Regions from separate parts of the Mus musculus genome. Here region 2 is linked to region 1. Evidence: chromatin contacts called from public promoter capture Hi-C data. All regions are on one chromosome and are shown on one strand. The core of a region is the stretch at or near the end of the contact, and the rest is flanking DNA. Distances in the headings are between cores, read along the strand shown.

Evidence for each region. Promoter capture Hi-C pulls out the DNA fragments that hold promoters and counts their contacts.
Region 2: a contact with region 1 is called in a promoter capture Hi-C map of liver, with 4 times the contacts expected there. The contact joins the promoter of 1700048O20Rik here to the promoter of Ccdc13 in region 1. A contact is called at or near these places in 6 of 39 promoter capture datasets (3T3-L1-derived adipocytes, HPC-7-derived erythroid cells, hippocampal neurons and 2 more), 1 of 15 datasets of contacts at CTCF or cohesin (the NIH/3T3 cell line), 12 of 484 Hi-C or Micro-C datasets (CD8 T cells, Sertoli cells, cortical neurons and 8 more), 2 of 115 datasets of contacts at active chromatin or transcription factors (CD8 T cells and memory CD8 T cells) and 3 of 9 other capture datasets (adipose tissue, liver and pancreatic islet).

Annotation. Positions count from the first base shown.
Region 1 is chr9:121,838,082-121,840,956 of GRCm38.p6, reverse strand. It overlaps Ccdc13 (coiled-coil domain containing 13), which reads left to right and starts at 1,496. Exons shown (of 16, transcript NM_028384.1): 1 at 1,496-1,546.
Region 2 is chr9:121,935,953-121,938,813 of GRCm38.p6, reverse strand. It overlaps 1700048O20Rik (RIKEN cDNA 1700048O20 gene), which reads right to left and starts at 1,539. Exons shown (of 5, transcript NR_033553.1): 1 at 1,495-1,539; 2 at 652-838.

The sequences.
Region 1 (2,875 bases), core at 247-2,746:
CTAGGATGAGGGTCTTAAAGCCCACACCCACAGTGACACACCTATTCCAACAAGGCTGCACCCCCTAATAGTGCCACTCCCTGGACCAAGCATATTCAAACCATCACAGACTCCAACCCTAGGGGACCCAATGCCTTCTTCTGGCCTCCATGGGCACACACACACACACACACACAAAGAGAGAGAGAGAGAAAGAAGGAGAGAGAGTTAGAGAGAGAGAAGCTTTATGAAGGAGATGCTGTGCACCTGGACACACTGTACTGTACTGCGAGGGGGTGGGCAGGTGGATGCAGGGCTGTGGGTATCCAGCCCTGTATCTTCTTCACAAGTAGTGATGTACTACTCACGTTAAGTAAATGGGAAGCAGAAAAACAGGTTTAACATAGCTGGAGACTTTCACATTATAAAGGCTAGTGAGAGCATCTGGCCTCCCTCAGCTCATTTTTCCTATGTGTTTGCCTCCCTTCAAGTCCCTGAAATACAGCAATGTCAAACTGGGAGATTTTTTTTTTAAGTATTTTCTTAAACACACACACACACACACACACACTGTTTTTTAAAATCTTCTAAAATGCAAATAAATAAATAAATTCATAAATAAGAAGACCTAAAATCCTACCATACTGATATAATTGCCTGTGTGTTGTTTCACGTCTAGGTTTTCTTAGTATGGGTGTGTGCAATTGTTTGTGTCGGTGCACATGTGCATGGGATAGACAGAGGTTGTCTTCATTATTTGTCCTCAACTGCTCTCCACCTTTTGTTTTTTGAAAAAGGGTTTTGGGGTGAACTTGAATCAGCTCCTGGACTGGACTAGACTGACTGGCGAGGGATGTGTCTTGTCATCCTGCGATGTGACCCATAAACGCTTTCAACATTCCTCTTTTAGTTCTGTGCGCTGTTTGAAAAGGAGGAAGCGTTTTGTTTTGGTTTGGTTTTGGTTTTAGCATTATTAATTTTGGCCTACTCCAATCACAATCATAACCCAACATTCTTCCCGCCTTGTTTTGTATTTCCAAAGATAATATGGTTAACTATGTTACATTTCATAAAAACCGTCCACTTTCCAAAACCCTTGGAGGCCAGTAGGATATGCATCCTACTTTTTCAAAGACACTGGAGGTCGGTTGTGCACGGTGGTGCAGCCTGTGTCATCCAGCATTCAATAAGGACAGGAGGATGAGAAGTTCAAGGTCATGCATGGCTACAGAGCGAGTTTGAGGCCAGTCTGGACTGTATGATACCCTACCTTTAAAAACAAAAACAAACAGACCCCCCAAATCCTTAAATAAAATACACTCCGGAAGAGTGGAGGCTTCGTAGGCACTTTGCATTCTCATGTCCAGCTGGTGTGTGCAGTTCTGTGGGTCTTCCCGGACCCCTCAGCACGCTCAGCTCAGACCTTTAGAGGCTCTCTCGGCCCCCGTAGACGCGCGCGACCGTGCTGGTTTCCCTGGTGACGGTTGCCAAGGCAGCACATGCCGGCGTCGGGAAGGGCGGAGGAAGTGCCCGCGGCCCTTAAGACAGACCCCGAAGCGCAGCCGCGGTAAGTGGAGGAAGGCTGAGTAGAGCGGGAGTCAAGCGAGGATCGAACCGGAGCGGATCAGGAAAAAGAACCGGGGGCTGAGCGGGGAAACTGAACCGGGAGCCGAGCGGAGCGGGAAACCGAACTAGGAACCAAGAGTGGAGCCGAGAGCGGGGAACCGAACCGGGAGCCGAGCGAGGACCGAGCCAGGGACAGAGCGGGAAACCAAACAAGGGGCCAAGTGGGGACCGGAACCGTGGCGAGAGTGAGGAACCGAATCGGAAGCCTAGAGTGGAGCCGGGAGAGGGGGATCGAACTGGGGGCCGAGCAGCGAGAAGCCAAGACTGGGAAACCAAACCATAGACCCTGCGAATGGCCTCTCCTTGGGGCCGGGCTGTTCCCACCCCTCCCTGGGCAGACTCGTGTTTTCCGCGCGAGGAGGGTTCGTGAGGCAGAGGAACGACCCAGCGACCTGCGTGGGCATGACTAGAAAGCAGGTCTTCTGCAGCTGCCACTCAGCACGTGGCTGCTGCCCTGACTTGACCCTCATTCTGGCTTGTAAAAACATACAGGATGGGGAGGTGGGATGGGCTGCGTGGGTGAGCTAGAAAGTGGCAGGCTGGTGAGAAGTGATGGGTGCTCAAGGCCCCATCCACCGTCCTGCGCACAGCTTTTCTCTTCCTTGGTCTTTTGAGTAGGGTTTCACTCTGTAGCCTGGGATGGCCTTAAAACTCACTAGAAGACCCATGCTGGTCCCAAATTGGTAATCATACTCACATTTGAAGCAGGACGGGACTGCATACCAACATCTTGTCTTAAAGAGAAAACAAAAGTTGTAAGCAATTAGGGTTATCTGTGGTTTTAAGGTAGTTTGTTGGTTACAAAGTATAGTTGTCTAAAAAAAAGGCCAAATTCTTTCATGTTTTTTTTATAAATATTCATTAAGCACCTACTGTGTCCTGTTGTAGCATGGCCATGAACAAAGTGGATGAAAATAATGATCCTGGTAGGCGTGTTGGTACATAGCCAGCATTTGAGAGACCAACACAGGAGCATTGCCAAGAGTTTGAGGCAAGCCTGGTCTACACAGCAAGTGCCAGGTCATCCGGCCAGCCCTTGCAGGACCCTGTCTCAAACAGCTAAAAATAAAGTTAAAGTGTGTGTCCTCTGGTAGTGTACGTACTAGTGGGAGGAAGCACAGTTGGTATGTAACGTGTGCTACAGGTCAGGAGCAAAGGTGAATGACCTGGGCAGGGAGATGGTGTTCTGTGAGTACAAGCAAGGGTTGGGACAGTTCATACTCACTAGCAAGTTGACTGGATTTAGAGCCATCTAGGAAACACTCCTCTG
Region 2 (2,861 bases), core at 290-2,789, 98 kb before region 1:
GTCGTTCAGAGGAGTGGATGGGCGAGATTTGTGCTTGAAGATAATACCTGAGATGTGAACAACTGCCTGTGGCATGGATATCTAACAGATAAAAATATGAAGAGTATAAAGGACGGTACAAAGAGCTAAGTCAAGACATTTTTCATATAAACATCGAAAACTGTTAGATCCAACACACATTAGGTGCTTTCTTACAAATACCTTTTTGGGAATTAACATTAACACACTAATCAGCAGCACTAAGGTTTAAGTCATGGAAGACACCCTGACAAAAATGCCATGTCCTCCGCTGCCTTGTCCTACACTTCAGGTCCGCCTGCTTAAGGCCCACTGTGCCATTTTCCTGCACAATCTTCCTGCCTGCATCTCAAGCTGTTCTGCTCCAAGCCTCTTCCTCACCGACCCGGGTGTCACCCTCCCTGCCCAGCCTCATTGGGGCCTCCATGTCTCTCCCTGTAGTTAGGCTGTAGAAGCCTTTGACCCTCAGCGCCCTCTTCCCGCCCAGGCGTCGCGTCCACAGCGCCCTCTTTCCATTTCAGACCGCGCCCCTCTCTCCAGCACCCCGGTAGGCAAGCCTGGGGCCCAAGAGGACCACCTTCCCTCCCTCAGGTCCATGCCAACCAAGCCTTCCTCATGTTTCCTCACACTCACCTACGGAGGGATTCTAACGGCCTCTCACCATCCACGCTCTCAGGTTTTAAAGATTCCTGGCCCGGAAATACATCATCTCACCGACCGGCCAATCCTCTGTGAGTCTCTCTAGGAATCTTGGAGGACCCCATAATCTTGATCGCGCTGTGCGTGGTCTAGCGAGAGTCAGGCTTCTTGACAAAGCGACCTCGTCAGAGAGGAGGCAAGAGCAAGAAGAAAGGTTGTTTATTCCACTGAGCAGTGGGCAGTGGACCTGCCCAAGTGAACTTAGGAGCAGGAGGGCTGACTCCCTATTGAAGATGCTAAACATTTTCCCACCCTACATGGCTCACCCATACAAGGCTGCTTTTCTCTGTTTCTAACTGAAGTTCCTAAGCAGCGCTACAAACCCCTCAAAGCGGTGGCCCGCCCCTCCTTCCTGTCCCAGCCTACAAGATGCCCACAGGAGCTGTCAAAAATGACGTCTCCACAACACCTCTTCTGCCTGCAACTGACACAGGTGGCACATTTCCTTTCCCACCTCAGCAGGAGCTGTCTGGAAGAAGCAAGCACTCTGCAAATCAGTCCAAGTGGCAGCCAGCCCCTCCTTCCTGCTCCAACCTATAGCCAGTAAGATGCCCCTCCGGAACTGTCAAAGAATGGCAGCAAGAGGACATTTCCTCAGTCTGCAGGAGGCTCATCCCCTTTCCCGCCATCAGCAGGAGCTGTCCCTCAAGAGTTGTCTATGGTGGCAACACCTTTCTTGCCTCAGCCTACAGCCTTAGGAACTATCTATCCCACAGGAGCTGTCCACAGTGGCAGCACCTCCTCTCCACCTCCCCAGCAGTTCCACAGAGATGCTACCTCAACCAAAGCCACCTGCAGCCAGGAAGGACCTCTCATCCTAACCCATAGGTCTAATGCAGGGAAAAGGTGGTGGGGAAAAAAGCCACCAATCACTGAGCAGGAGAACCCACCAATCACTGAGCAGGAGAACCCACCAATCCCTGAGCAGGAGAACCCACCAATCCCTGAGCAGGAGAACCCACCAATCCCTGAGCTCCCCAAACTCAGGACTTGAAATCTCACCAATCCTCATCCGGGAAATCTCTGCTCTGAAAAGCTTTGCCTCCTAAGAAATTCTACATAAGCCCTGCCCTTTGTCCAATTCTCTGCTGTCTGCTTCTGGGAACAGAGGGCAGCCAGCCATGTCTGGATTCATCCCTCCTTACCCTGAATAAATCTCTTTCATGAGACTTTCCACCTATCGTGACTCTCTCATCAGGAAAAGCCAAGAAGCAATAAAAAGATGGAACCGAGTGAGAAAGTGGAGCAGGGCTACCTTCCCCTGGGAGCTACAATGCCTCTGCTGAGGAGGCTTCCTATCGGCCGTGTCTCAGGGTTCCCTTCCACTGGGATACCTGACCCTTCCCCCTCAGAACTGTGCGGTTCCTGGGCTTCCAAGGCCCAGGTTTCCCTGCCATCTGGGCAGAACCACTTACAAGGACCTATAGGAGGAGTCAGAGGTGTGGAAGATCTGAATGTGGCTGGATTCATTTAGAAAGTATGGATGCCTTCCAAGAAACCTTGAGGGCCAGTTGAACAGAAGTCCAGGCTTGAACTAAGTGATCTCATTGTGTACCACAAAGACATTTAACATTAAAAAAAAAAAGTGGTGCAAAAAATTTGTAGACTTATTTAGACTGGGCTTCCCAGATGCAGACTCAAGCACCAGCAATGGGCGTGCTTGCCTGGCTCCTGCTGCCACCTCTGATATCTCCGAGAGGGGTTGAGCTTTATACTGTTCTATCTCTTACTCATGCTCAACTTTTCTTTGTTAGAGTAGAGATGCAGAGACAAGGGATAAGCAACTCCACAGAGCACCTGCCCTCCCCCCACCCCTCACTTATAGACCTGTGTCTACAGGTCAGGAAAGAGGTAATGTGAGGCTCTAGAGATGAGAAAATGAGGTTAGCCATTTCTAGGAGAGCTGAGCTTGCAGTGAGGCCACTGTTTGCGGAGCAGGGTATTTCAGCTGGCAGGTGGTAAGAATCAGGGCATCAGCTAAGGTGTGGCACATGGGGACAAGATGTCACTAAATGTGACTTGGTGCCACTAGAGCTGATATTTTCTGCCGTTTGTTTTGTGATGGGTTGGGAGAGCAATGGGGCCAGACTTCAGGCATAGATTTCAGAGGGCTGCTTTGGGCTGAATTGGGATGTTGCCATGGA